Linked DNA regions of Capra hircus: region 1 is linked to region 2. The links are chromatin contacts, called in public Hi-C maps. All regions are on one chromosome and are shown on one strand. Each heading gives the region's core, a stretch centred on a gene start, on an enhancer-like site or on the middle of the called end of the contact. The rest is flanking DNA. Distances are from core to core; before and after follow the strand shown. Region 1 has its middle 92 kb from the start of PARP11. Region 2 holds the start of CCND2 (G1/S-specific cyclin-D2).

Region 1 (6,720 bases), core at 812-3,311, 230 kb after region 2:
GCTCCCCAGGTGGCGCTAATGGTAAAGAACCTGCCTGTCAACACAGGAGACATAAGAGGCATGGATTTGATCCCTGGGTTGGGAAGATCCCCTGGCGGAGGGCATGGCAACCCACTCTGGTATTCTTTCCTGGAGAATCCCCATGGGCAAGAGCCTGGTGGGCTATAGTCCACGGGGTTGCAAAGAGTCAGACACGACTGAAATGACTTAAGTGTGCACGCATATCAAGTTACCATAACAGGACAATAATTGTTACCATCGTTTTCAGGGATTTCTTACCTGAGATGGGTGATGAATCCGGTTAACTGTGTCCTACAGTGTTTCTAAAGCATCTGTGGGACAGAGATTGGCACTTGCCCCCCACAACTTGGTGTGCCGACTCCACCCATATTTACAAGGGCTTCTCTCCCCTGCCATGCCTCCCTCTCCAGCTCCCCCAGGTCACAGGTAACCCAGTGCTTCCAGCCAGGACCCTGCAGACTCCTGTTAATATTAAGGATTGCTGCATTCCTTGCCGGGGGCAGGAAGGCACTGGACCACACTTATTAGTGCCCTTCATCCCTTGACGTAGCTCCTTTCAGGCTCGGTACACAGAGGGTTTTAGTTGTGTGTGTGTGTGGTTTTTTTTTTGCAATGTTGAAGTCTAACGAACGCTAAGCATGAAATAGCCTTCAGTCTCTACTTCTGAAAACCAAGACTGATGGCGTCTTCCCTTTCCTCTCTGCCTTTCAGCTTGGTAGCCCACAAGCTTACAGCTTTCAAGTCCCCTCCTACCTACAAGGATTGGGGTTGTTTGGGGGCACTTATTGGGAAGATCCTGCCCAAATCCCCTAACCTGAACTTTTTGCCATCTTTGTGTGGAACCCAGGGAACCGTGTTTGTTTCCACCAGTGCCTTCTACCCATTTATTCCAGGGGCACTGGCTATGAAATTAGAAAATGGGAGAAACAAGAACAGGATGCTCACCCTGTGTTTGCTCCAGTCTCATCTTTAAAATGGGCTTCCCAAGTGGCTCCGCGGTAAAGAATCTGCCTGCCAATGCAGGAGACTCAGGAGACATGGATTTAATCCCTGGGTAGGGAAGATCCCCTGGAGAAAGAAATGGCAACCCATTCTAGTATTCTTGCCAGGAACATCCCATGGGCAGAGGAGCCTGGTGGACTATAGGCCATGGTGTTGCATGATTGAGCTTCTGAGCATACAGGCACACATCTTTAAAATGGGGCCTCCCTGCCCTAGTCGACCTCACAGTCCATCCTGAGGTTTCAGTGAGCTGCCAGACATGGAAGCGCTTCACAAGCATCACACAAATAGAAAGGGTGATTCCTACTTGGATGTCATTGTTCTCCCTTGCTGTCTGACACCTCCCTAGCTCCCTCTTATAGGTTCTAGTCCATACCACGCTCATCCCCAGGAGGCCTGACCCGACTTTACACGTAGCTGACTTTCTGGACTTAGTTTTGTCCCAGTGGGTCCCTGTGTGCGTTCTGCTGGGTACCAGTGGGCTCACCACTTTGTAGTGAAGTGTAAGAGGAAGTTGCTCAGTTGTGTCTGACTCTTTGTGACCCCATGGACTATACAGTCCGTGGAATTCTCCAGCCAGAATACTGGAGTGGGTAGCCGTTCCCTTCTCCAGGGGATCTTCCCAACCCAGGGATCGAACCCAGGTCTCTCGCATTGCAGGCGATTCTTTAGTAGCTGAGCCACCATGGAAGCCAAGGCCCTCGATTCCATCACTGAATTGTCAGGTTGGAAGTGGAGTCAGTGAATTTAGTTCTATTTATCAGCTGAAGTCACTGAGGTCCAGAAAAAGTCAGGGGGTGAAGGACGTCCCCCATGTATTATCCTGGAGAGGAAAGTCTTCTTTCCCAGAGTTTTGGAGGAAAGGAATGCAAGCCGTCAGCCTCCTCTGGTGCTGATCTGCATGCAGTCGGTTGGGCTGAGGGGGCCCCAGGGGAGAAGTCCTTGCGGGGAACCAGGGCAGGCTAATTATACCCGGCTCCCTCTCCCTCCCGAATGCACAAGTGCTTGACAGCTGCTTCTTTGTACCCTTAAATATTTGAGCAGCCTGCGATCCTGGCCGGGCGCTCCTCCCTGCCCGCTCCCTCCACCCGGAAAGCGCCCAGGTCTTGCAGAGCTGCCCCTCATTCCCGAGATTAGATATGGTGCCTGTCAGCAGATAAAGAGGGGTCAGGGGCCCCAGGGGAAGAGGGGAGGGGGCGGCATCTTCTTTCCCAGAAAACAATCCCCACGGTTTCTGAATGTTATTAAGAAGGTATTAATGTAGAATTCAAGTTCATTCCAGCACGGAGGTGGGTTTGCCAAGTCCAGCCAAGGGGGTTTCGTGGGTCAAGGACTATGACCTCAACTGTCCATCACTGAAGTGTATGTATTGACCGAAGGCAGGTCATTCTGCCTTGACAGATACCGCAGGAAGGAGCTGACGGTGGAGAGGAGGAACAGAGAGGAGTGTGGGCTGCGGGATGCACGCGCGCGCGCGCGCGCGCGCGCACACACACTTGTTTTAATTGACAAGTCACCACTGCCCTCTACCGGCAAAGCTGTCACCTCCTCCCAGCGTGAGACACAACCTGGAACCTTTGCTGCTTCCCAAAATAATTTGATGGCTTGTTGCAAATGATTTTTCACACAACTCACAAATGAACTCTACTTCATGGGTTTTAGACAATGCATTCATTCATTCGTTTATTCCACAAGTAGTGGAATAAGGAGTGGAAAAGCAGTGTATGTCCCTGCTCTCCAGGGAGTGATAATATTCTATTTCTAAAAGGAGGTAAGGGGACTTCCCTGGCGGCCCAGAGGTTAAGAATCTGCCTGCTAGTGCAGGGGACGCAGGTTCCAGCCCTGGTTCGGGGAGATACCACGTGCCTTGGAGCAGCTAAGTCTGAGCCACGACTGCTGAAGCCCGGGAGCCTTGAACCTGTGCTCTGCGGCAAGGGAAGCCGGAGAACCGCGGCTGGAAAGTAGCCCCCACTTTCCACAACTAGAGAAAAGCCTGCGCAGCAACGAAGACCCCGCGCAATCAGAAATCAATGACTTTTTAAAGAGCTCTGCTTTAAAAAAATTAAAGAAGGAAAGTGATGCTTATTTAACAAGTACTATTCATTTCACTTTGTACAGATTTGCCACCCAAGGCACAAGCCCCCTGACCCCTGGAGCTCAGCTTCAGGCTTGCCGGTTTTCACCCGCAATTAGGATCTGGCTGGAGAAAGGAACTCATCCTCGCTGTCAGGGAGTATCTGGACTGGAATAATTATCTTGGACTCATGGGTCTGGAAGCCCAGTCAAGACTCACCCAAATCAAAGTGTGAGATTCCTAAGTCTCGATGGAAACCCATCCTAGCAGTTCCTAGAGTTTAACGCCTCCTTTGGGTGTGGGATCCTGTGTCTCCCACTTGGCCCCGCAAGCATCAACGTGGCTTCAGATTCTTGGAAACCATGATAAAGCACTGCGTTCACCTCACCTCCTTCCCAAGATTTTTTCAAGCTCTTTGTAAATCCTGGGGTTTTCCCCAGGCAACTGAGACAGGCACGGTTCCATCCAAAGCTTCTGATCCTGGTTTTTCTTCTTGTGCTTTTTCTTTAATCAAGTTAGGCAAAGTACGTATCCTTTCTCCCCCACCCCCAGCGTTTTTTTGGATTAGGTAATGCAATTCACATGGTCCAAGATCAAAACAATGAAAAAGCTTATGGTAAATATCAATTCATTGTGTCACCAGCCGACCCTGGCATCTCTCTTTCCTCTCTGCTCTGCCGGCAGAAACTGTTGTTAATTTCATGTGTGTTCTCTCCGTGTTTTTTTATGCAAATACAAACACATGTAAGTATACATTATTGTTGTCTTTCTGCATTAGACAAAAAGGAAGCACCCTTTGTACACATTTTAAACACTTTTTAACAGAACAGTGTACATTGGCTAACTTTCCATATCAATGTATTTTTAAAACTTCCTCATTGTTTTTATAGCTGTTAATATTCCATTGTGTGAGGATATTGTGGTTTATAGAACCAGTCTCCTATGGATAGGAAGTAGGGTTGTTTTTTTTTTTTTCCAGAATAAGGGCTCTTTTTAAATTTTTTATTTATTTTGTCTGTGTTGGGTCTTACTCGTGGCTTGTGGGATCTTCAGTTGATTGTGGGATCTAGTTCCCTGACCAGGAATCGAACCCAGGCCCCCTGCATTGGGATTGAGGGATCTTACCCACTGGACCACCACCAAGTCCCAAGAATAAGTATTAATACTCTTGAGTTCATCTTAGTACACTATTTTTGCTCCCTTCCTCTCCCCAGCCTTTTCACTATCTAATAAGGTTTAAAAAAGTATTATTGAACCATTGGAGGTTCACCTGCCTGGGGACTCACTTTGGAGCACGAACTGCACACTAAGAGCTCTGTGGACATCCCCAGGAGAGCAGATTGCGGGACCTAGCTCTCCATGGCCGTGGGCAGAACACTGCACCTTGGGGCTCTGCTTAGATCTGGCAGCTGGCATGATGGAGTGAACTTTGACTCCAGTACTTAGTGGAGAGAAATGATAGGAGTTTCTAGGGAGACAGATGAAAATGATAACCCTGGGCTGAACTAGAAATCACCTGCAGGGAATTGAAACTATATGGTCCTTGGATGGCACTGAAATACAAGCAGGGAATGAACCTAAGAAGTGAGGATGGAATGGAACAATGTCAGGCTTAAATGTAGGGGAACCACTTCTCCTTTCCAGAGCTGCACTGGTGCTTTCTAACACACTCCTGATCTTGTCTACAGGATCAGGCACTTCTCCCAACCATGAGCGTCACAATGCCTGCTTCCAAGGACTGAGAGAGTCTTAGGCTGGTTTGCAGCCCACGCAGCAGTAGATGATAGACTGACCTTGAAAGATGAGCAAAGAAGTGATGGCTTCACTGGTGTTGGACCACAAACACAATCACAGAGTGTTTCAGTGTCTACTGCTGTGTAACAAACCCCAGAACTTAGCACCTTAAAATGACATTTCTGTGGGTCAGGAAATTGGGCAGGACTCATCGGGGCAGTTCTCCCGACCATGAGCAATCATCTGGGGTCACCCATTGGCTACATTCTGCTGACTACTTGGCTGTTGAAAAACCAAGATCTCAGACCTGTGTCTGGGACCTTGACCCTTCTGCAGTGACTTCTCCTTTGCTGCCTTTTATAAGAGTCAGGCAGGAAATGGTGGGCACCAGCCCTCTGCCTGGGATCCAGGCATCCATACTCTGGCCACCAGCTTGCATCCCCGATGCCAGCCAGAGGCTGACTCTCCTGGCTGACTCTCCCACTTTACTGGGTGGGGTCTGGGAATGCCTGTTAAACCCAGTTCCAACCCTTCAACCAAGAGGTCTAGTCCCTCTTTTCCCTTTCTGTACTTGCGCCTGGTGTTAGCGCCTTTGCCAGAAAGACTTAAACCTTGTCAACTTCCCAACAATGAGAAATCCCACTGCCCCAGCCCTGGTGGCCCAATCAGACTTCAGGAAGAAGTTGCAAAATCCTCAGAGATGTCTGTCTGAACTTCCAAAAGTGGAGAACATGAGTGGAATCTGGGTGTTGGACAGATGGAGATGGAGCAGAGTCCTCAGGATGAACCAGACGGTGCAGGAGAGAGACGGAACCCGAGGAAGACGAAGGAAGAGAGCGGGGCCTCTCCCTCCGCTGCTGAGAGCACGGCTGAGCCAGGGTGGCTGTGAATAGGGGTCCCTGGGCCCCGAGTTCCTTGAGAAGACAGGGGAGACGCGGGGACGGGTAGGGGAGCGCATGATGCTGTGCCGTCTAGTTTGTCTCTAAGGCCCGCTGGGGCAGGACAGGAGCCCCCGCGCCGTCTGCGGCCCCGCAGCAGCCCCGGGCCCCAGCCCCAGCCGTGCAGCCCTGCTCCGAATTTCACACCATGTCTAATCCAATCACCCGGCAGATTGCAAGCTCTCTGCCTACCTCCCAGATAGAGACTTCTTGGCTGCCTCGAGCGGTCGGCTCCTTCCCAGCCCGGCCGTCCTCCTCCTGCTCACCCATGTAAACCGTTCGGCGGCCCCCTCCGACCCACACCTCCCCTTCTGGGCTGCAGAGTTAATCCTGTTTGCCTGGTCTGTCAGTTTAAACAGCTTTAAATGTGCCTCCCCAGGTCTGGGTGACAGAACCCTGATGCTTCAAAAACAAACCTCTCCTCCAAGGGGTTGCTGGGGAGGGGGACACGGGCCACAAGGGTGTTGTTCAGAGACACAAAACTCAGCCCTTGTTCAAAACAAAAAGAAGCAAGCCAAATGAATCACACACACATAGAGAGAGAAAGAAAAAAACAAACCCTTGCCACCCCACAGAACCAAGTGCCCTGTGCTGTGCTCAGAAATAGTCCCAAAGCCGGGTGATGTGGGGGTGGGCAGCCTTCTCCATTAGGAACAGAGATGGAGGGACCCACTGCCCGGGGACCACTCCCACCTGCCTGTAGGGTCCGAGGCTAGCGGTGGATGGCTGGAATGGTTTTGGAGCGGAGCCCAGCTTGCCTGGGGGCTCGGGGAAGGGTGTGATGAGGGGCGGACACTGACACCTCCACACACTGTCTCGCTCTGTGTTGAGACTCTTGCCCCGAAGCTCACAGTGAACAAGGACACGAAGCCCTAGTCCAGCGCTTCTCAGACTTAAATGAGCAGATGAGTCCCTGGGAGACATTGATAAAAATGCTGAAGCGGAATCAGC
Region 2 (7,492 bases), core at 766-3,265:
GGCTTAAGGACCCCGAAGCCGAGGGCGCAGCAGCGCCGGCCCCGCCGCCCCCGTGGGCCGCTCACTACTCCGGGCGCTCGCACTCACTCACTCTCTTTTTTGGATTTCGTCATCTTTTCAAAAAATCAATAAAAATATTCTGGAGGCTCCAGGGGTCTCGTTCTTGGTCTCATTCGGATCCCCAGACCCTGCTCTATCATTTCCGACAATTGAAAAAATTGTCTGGAGGGGTCCCCGCGGCCCAGGCGCCGCATTTGGGGGGGTGGGTGGGGAGAGGTGGGGAAGCGGGGGGAGGGCGGAGGGAGCGAGCGCCGCGCAGCCTGGGCGGCCGGAGTCGGAGCAGGGGAGACGGGTTCAAAAAATAATTAAAAATCGAGGAAATATCCCAGAAAAGCCCTTTCGCCGTGAAAACCCCGCAGAGGACCCAGGCTTCCCGCAGCGGAGGTTTGAGGCGCCGGGAAGGTCTGGAGCGCGACCCCTGGGGCTTCGGATCCCGAGGGGAAACTTGCAGGGGAGAGCGCGGCGGCGGGAGTGTCCGGCCGCGGCCCACAAGGGCAGAGGCCGGGGACGGTGGCGAAGAGCTGGGGGACGCTCGAGGACGGGGAGCCGCCGGGGAGAGGCGCGGGGGGCTCCGGCCTCTCCTTCGGGGGGGCCCCGCTATCCCCCCTGCACACACCTCCTCCCCCTCCCACCCCACCCAGATCTCCGCACCCAGGAAACTGAAGGCCGAACCGTAAGTAACCTTCACGAGGGGGCGGGGTGGGTGATGGGGGAGAGAGGGCGCCATCAGAAGTGGGGGGACCGGGGTCGTGGGGTGCGAGGGGGAGCAGGCGACGCGTCCAGCCGCTCCACCCCCGAGTTTACAAAGCAACATGGCGAAACCACGGCAGGTCCGGAGCCGTGCAGACGTGGGCACACGGCAAGGGTTCGGAGCAAGGGGAAAGAAGTGCTTCTTCTGGGTTCCCCGAAAACACACGTTTCTTCAGTGTGACTTCCGGGGCTCCTGAATTCCCCGTTTCTCTTCTCCCTCCGCCCTCTCCCTCCCCCCTTAAGTGCCAACGCGGAGTCCCGACCACATGCGGGGACCCGAGGCTAGGACCCATTTGCTCTGGCCTTTGCGGGGGAAGGGGGTGCAGCTGACTTTTTAACTTCGGGGTTCACCCTCCCATTCTCTTCTTCAAGGCACCGCAAGCAGCCTCGGCTTAGCAAAAGGTCGCGACGGGGGTGGGTGCCGGTGGGAAGAGGTGGCAGCCGCATGCAGGCACACGCGCTCGGGATGCTCCCCCACCCCCCGCCCTGGGACAACCTCGCTGCTCTCCCCCTCCCCCCCGGGAATCTTGCACCCCCCGCAAGGAACCGAGAGGAAGCCACGCGTCTCGCCAAGGGCGCGGGGGTAAGCTCTGGCGCAGGAGTGGGGAGGCGGGCTCCCGAGGCTGCCCTCGCCCAGGTTCCGGGACCCGGCGCGGGGGCCGACGGAGCGCCTGCCTGCAGCCCTACCTCCAGCATCCAGGTGGCCACCATCCTGCGCATGTAGGGCTGAATGTCCTTCTGCACGCACTTGAAGTAGGAGCACTGGGGCAGGTAGCGCTCCTCGATGGTCAGCAAGTTCTGCAACACGCGGTCGTCGTGGAGCAGGTTGGCGTCCGGCACGGCCCTGCGGACCGGCTCCACCTCGCCGCACAGCAGCTCCATGGCCAGCTGGCTACTCGCTCGTGCCCCTGCGATCTCCGGACTGGAAAAGTTGGGGTTTTTTTGGGAGGGGGGAGGGGAGAGGATTCCCCGTACCTCCTTCCTTTGGCTAAATAAGGGTTTTTTTGGAGGGGTAGAGTTAAAGGCAGAGAGAGAGAGAGAGAGAGAAGCCGGGGAGGAAGAGTGGAAAGGGAAGGATGGGCGGTGGGAGAGGAGCGCCCCGGGGGCGGCTGACTCTCTCTGCCCTCCCCTTCAAACTTGTCTGCTCTCCCCAGCTCGCTCGGCTCTCTGCTCGCTGAGGCAGTGACGCAAACTGGCTGGGCAGTTACTTCTCCTCCCTCTCGCCTCACCCCCCTCTCCGGTTCCTCCTCCCCTTCCCTCCCCTCCCGGCCCTCCCCTCCTCCTTTCAGTCTCTCCCTCCTTTCCCCTCTTGTTATTAAGGAGAACAGCAGCTGGCCCGACCAAACTTCAAACGCGGTCCCCCGCGCCGCCCCCCACCCTCTCCCTTAGCTCTCCGAGGCCCTCTCCCTCCACCAAGCCAGGGGCCCAGGAGAGGGGAACCCACCAAAAAAACCACAAAACCCCACCGATCCCTACTTATTCCCTGTAATTGCAGCACATTCTGTAGGTGCATCCCGCCAAAAATACGACCCTCCGACTCTGGTTTCCTCAAACATGATCGCTACACTCCAGCCCACGAATTTAAGATCCAGGAATGACCGGTGGGTGAGCTGAAGATGAGGTGGGCTCAAACGATTGAGAAATAAGATCCCTTATATGAACCCGAAGGAGGGTGATTTTGGAAAACAGTTAACTTTGCATACCCAGAGGGAAAGGGTATGTATGGCCCTGAAATGTACGTTCTTAATCATTTTCAGCCTGTTTCCGAAACCCGATTATAGGGACCAAAATACAGCCCCCCCACTCCGCCCCATGCCACCGCCCCCACCCCCCAACGCAGATGTGTGGGGAAAGGAAGAAGGCGGAGGGGTTGGTGTCCGGAGGGAGGGGGCGCTTCTTCGACGTGGGATATTGTGACCTAGCAGCAGAAACCCTCCCGTTCTTGGGGCGCCGCAGGCGCCACTGGGAGACGCGGGGAGGCGCCCCGAGCCGCCGCAGGCCGGGGGCAGGGCTACCAGCGGTTCCGCCGCGGCCAGCGGCCACGCAGGAAAAACCCGCTTCCTCGCCCTGCATCTGCTGACAAGCCGCCCGAGGTGTCTGCGCCGAGCGTGGCCACACTGATACAGCTTTCTAGGAAATAGCCCGGGGCGGGGGGGGTGCCGGGAGGGGGGCGAGAGAGGGGGTAGATTGGGCTCCCTGTCTCTCCCCCAGCGCCAACGACACCACTCCTTCGTTTCCTCCGAGGCCCAAGATCTCCCACCCCGGGTCCCTCGCCGGCACGCTCGCGGACCCTCCGGGTTCACGCCTCCATCGCAGCCAGGGCTTTCTCCTCGAGAACTGGACTGCGGTGGAGACGCGGTCGGCTCCGACACGTGCTCCGACGCATCCTCCGGTCAAAGCAGCTTTGGGAGGGGATCCGGGGGCGTTTCCTCACCTCCTTCCTCCCGCCACCCCCCTCCCACCCTGCCCTCTGTGCTATTTCACTCCGAGGGGGAAAGGAGCGGGCCCTGCGTCCCGGGTGCTGGCCGAGCTGGCACGTGCGGCGAGCGCCGCGTGGGTCGGGGCTCTCGCGACACCCCGAGGTCAGCCCAGCACCTCCCTCGCGAAGCAAGGAGGGTCTCAGAACCGGGGCATGGAGGGCGAGCGTGGTCGGGGGGGTGCGGGATGGGTGAACCCGGCGAGCGGTTCCCTGAAAGGAGGGGGAGGTGAAAGGGAACGCGGGGAGCGCGCAGAAAACCAGAGGTGCGAGCGATTAACTCCGGCCCCGGGGCCAGCCCCTTTCCACGAGGGTGGGGCGGAAGGGGTGGGTGGGTGGGTGGGTGGGTGGAGGGGGCTATCGCTTTAAAAGGGTGAGTAAGAGTTTGGGGCGCCGTCTCCCCTCCCTCTATTTGCATAGCCAATAGCTCTGGGTCTCCTGCTACTGCGCGCTGATTGTTACCGGGCAGATTACTTTTTTTTTTTTTTTTTTTAGTAGGACGCGTTCCCCGCTACATCAAAAGGAAGCCAAGGAAGGGAGGGCGGAGGGAGAGCGGGGATGGGGCGGGCGGGGGCTAGTGAGAGGCCGGGGCGCCCGCGACCTTATCAATAGCCGCAGGAATTAGGATCCTATCGACTGTACGTAAAGAAAGGGGAGGGAAGGGGGCGGGCGAGGAGAATGTCTAATTACGGTGGAAGCCATTAGCTTTCGGGAAGAAAAAAAAAGCTCGCTGAAAAACCCAAGTTGCAAACTCAAAATGAAACAGCCCCGCGCGGCGGGTGACACCCGGGGCCCAGGAGCGTGTTCCTCGGAAAAGATCGGGTCCCTAACAATCGCCTATTGATTTCAGTCAACGTGGACTTCCCGACTCAGGCCTTGAATCACTCCGGATAAATACGTTAACTTACATTTTAAGACCCCATAAAAGACCTACTCAAACTTCAGTTCAGCCACCTTTGAGCGGATCAAAGAAAGCCTGCGGGAGTTGGGGGTGGAGTGGGCTGGGGGCAGTGGGGGCGAGAGAGGTATTTTTAAAGTATAAATCTGCCCCGACAGGCAAGGACAGAAGCCGGCCAGGGCCCCCAGCCTCTTGACATCACTTGATAACTAACGCAGCACAGTCTTTTCTCCACCTCCCTGCAGAGAAAGCATCCTGAGCTCGGGGTCCCCTGAAGAGGGGCAGCGGGGGGGGGGGGAGGGGGGATGGGGAAGAGGCGGGTGGTCGTCCTCCGGGCCTCGCCCACCCTGGGGAGAAAGCCTGGGTGGCAGGGCCTCAAGTCTCCGGAGCGAGCCGAGGGGCCCCCTCGCCCCTTCCCTCCCCCCAACCCCAAACCCGTCTGGCTTTACTGAGAAATTCCGGCGGGGAGCGGGGCCGGGGGCGGAGGGGAGGCGGTCGTGAAGGGGAGGGGCGCAGGCGGGTGCCCGTCTCCCCGCCGCCCTCTCCGTCCACCCCGATCCGCCAGTGCGGGCGCTCCCCGCGCGGCAGGCTCGCTCCTTCCAGTTTCCCGTTGACTTCCCCTTCTGATCACGGACTCTATCCGAACTGCAACCTCGCGGCGAATCCATCCCCCAGTGGTTCGGGCTCCGAGGCTCGGGGTGGGGCGTGCGAGGGTGCGGAGGTTGGCAGGAATGTCTCCGGGAGGCTTGGACTGGAAACTGAGTTTTCCCTTTTCGTCGCCACTCGGACCATGTGTTAAAATCTTAATTTTGCTTGTTAAAAAGCACACCGTCTCGCACGCGGGAAAAGGGACGTTGCCTTCTGGGCAAACCTGCGCATTTTCTTTGAGTGTAGACGTAGGTTTAGAGGGGAAAGAAAAAAAAAACCAAACTTGTGCTCTAGCTTTTAAGTCAAAACTGGTCACTGTTGGGGGCGGGGGGAAGGAGAATGTTGGCTCTTCCTTATTCCTTTTCCATGCCTCAAGGGGAAAAAAAAATTCCTACCCTTCGAGGGATCAGTGATAACCTTTAGCGAACTTCGGTTTTATTGGATTTTTATTCCCTCCCGGGCCGGCTCACCACCTCTCGCGTTGTGCAGTTTCGGTTGGAAAGTGTACAAAACCCTGTAGGTGTAGGGTGTTTATAGGCACATTTCTGCAGGAACCTGCAACGCTGAGCACACTTACGCCCCAGCTCACCTGGCGGACGCCGCCCAGCCAGGTGATCCCGCCGTCGACGGGAAGCTGCGTCCTCAGAGGGGCGCTCAGGCGGGGTGGGGGAGGGGAGGGGAGCTCGGGCTCAGGCCCTCCCCCCAGCCCTTACTGCCCCCCTAGAGCAGAGCTGTGTCGGGGTTTTCCCATTTAGGGATGGACAGGCAGTCAAAACCGAAAACCCGACGGTGGCTTGAAAGCAGATGGCCGAGGGTCCGAGCCCCGGCTCCGGGCGCCCGGGGTACCAGGGAGGAACCGGACGGGGCGCAGAAGAGCGGCTGGAGTGGGAGAGGGGGGGCAGCAACAAGTTAGAGAAATGTGCACAAGGAGAGGGACAGGTCAGGAACTGGAGCGCACGGGGACAGAGGGTGAGTGGGTGGGCATGAGCCGTCGGGAGCCCCACCCCACCGCAGGCCAGGCGCAGGGACACCAGGTGTGAGGGCGCTTCCGGGACTTGGCACGGCTGCCCCCTGCCCGCGGCGGCTCCGGGGCGCCTGGACCCTGCGGGGACAGAGCCGGGCGGGGGCTTGCGCTCTCCAGCCGCCCTGGCGAGGTCCGAGCTCGAACCCGGGCTGCGTGCCTGGGGCGGCAGCTGTGACAGGCACGGGTCTGGAACGCCTGCCGTCCGTTCGCCCACCTCACATCGTCCTCTTCTCCCTTGGAAAAAAAATAAAAAGTAAAGAGACCCGAACTTTCCCCCTCTTCCTGTCTGATTCAGCTGCTGGACACGCCTTACGCGGCCGAAAATAGCCCTGGAAATGTATTCGCTTTATTAAAAAAAGTGACTTTTCCACTAAGATTTGGGGCGGGGGGCGTCTGGCCCGCGGCGTCGGCGGGCCCGGCCTCCGGGAGGAAAGGGAACCGGCCGGCTCACTGCTTCGCCCTCCCCCACCCAGGCGCCCGGGAGGGGCCCGCTGGGCGGCGGAATCGCGCCTCCGCTGGAGGAGCCACCACGCGGCTTTTTCGCGGAATTTTGACGTCACCCACACGTGGGGGAAGGGGCTGGGAGAGCGAGAGGAAGCGGCGGGGGAGGGGGCGGGCGGCGGCGGCGGCGTGGCCGGCACCTCGCGAGGGGCGCTCCTGCCGCGCGCCCCCGGCCGCCGCGGTCGCTGGGACCCGCCGTGCGCGCCCGCCCGGAGCCGAGCGGCGACCGGCTCCCAGGCCCTCCCCCCGCCCCCGCGCCCCCGCATCTTCCACCCGGAGGAGCTGATTTTCAGCCTTTGGAAGCCGCGAGTTGCTCCTAGCTCCGGGAAAAGCTGATTTCTTGGGGTTGCGGTCCAGTTGCGCTCGTTGGCGACATCAGATTGAATATCGCGAGTGCTGGTCGCGACGCGCCGCCACCCGGCTGTCCTCCGCCTCTCCAGTGATGGAGACGTGGGTGTGCTTTCTGTTCCCCGGCAGGGAGTTCGGCACATATTTTGACACCAGGAGTTTTTCACGCGTGACTTTTCCTCCCTGCCACCCCCACCCCCGTCACCAGCCCCATCCACTCCTTCATTACCGACTGGCTGATGCCCTGAAAATGACATGTGACATCTGCGTAAAAGCAGCTTGGGACGAATTTTACTGTGTTAGGAGCAAATCCAGCTACAGCTATATACTTTTCAAAAGAGTTCACAAATCGACGGGTAAACGTATAGGGCGACTCCCCTCCCACCCGCTGGGTACCCCCATGGTGTCCGAGCTCCAGGAGAACCTCCTAGACTCCCAGAGCTAAACACAGCAGCTGCAGAGTGAGCCCAAGTACCTTCCTTTCCCCTACATTTGGGCAAAGTCTTTAATCTTTCCGTTTGGGGGGGTGATATCTGAACTGTGCCATTCCTGAAACCCAGGGTGATAATGCTGCGTTTCTGCTGAAAGTTACAAGGAGTTTGTGGGAATTTTTGGGAGAAAAATAGTCAAATGTGAACTAGCTTTTAACCTCAGTGAGGTACAGAGACTGTTGCAGGAATCAGATGTAGAAAGCTAGGGGCTTCTTAGAAAATGTGGATTGGAGGTGGAATTATTTGTTTCAAATGTAAAGGAGAAGCTTTCTGTTTGAATAAGATATGAAGTGTGG

What was found. A called contact is a pair of places that touch in the nucleus more often than the background predicts.
Region 1: a Hi-C map of blood shows a contact between it and region 2, with 2.3 times the contacts expected there. The contact joins the enhancer-like site here to the promoter of CCND2 in region 2. A contact is called at or near these places in 2 of 5 Hi-C or Micro-C datasets (both in blood).

The regions. Positions count from the first base shown.
Region 1 is chr5:104,937,385-104,944,104 of ARS1.2, forward strand. No RefSeq gene overlaps it. Among named protein-coding and RNA genes, the nearest start is that of PARP11, 92 kb to the right of the region's middle. Within about 2 kb of position 2,062, at least 2 of the 5 cell types and tissues checked have an H3K27ac peak or open chromatin away from gene starts, as enhancers often do.
Region 2 is chr5:104,707,093-104,714,584 of ARS1.2, forward strand. It overlaps CCND2 (G1/S-specific cyclin-D2), which reads right to left and starts at 2,016. Exons shown (of 5, transcript XM_005680985.3): 1 at 1,498-2,016. The coding sequence starts at 1,692. It overlaps LOC108636066 (a long non-coding RNA gene), which reads left to right and starts at 286. Exons shown (of 3, transcript XR_001918114.1): 1 at 286-733.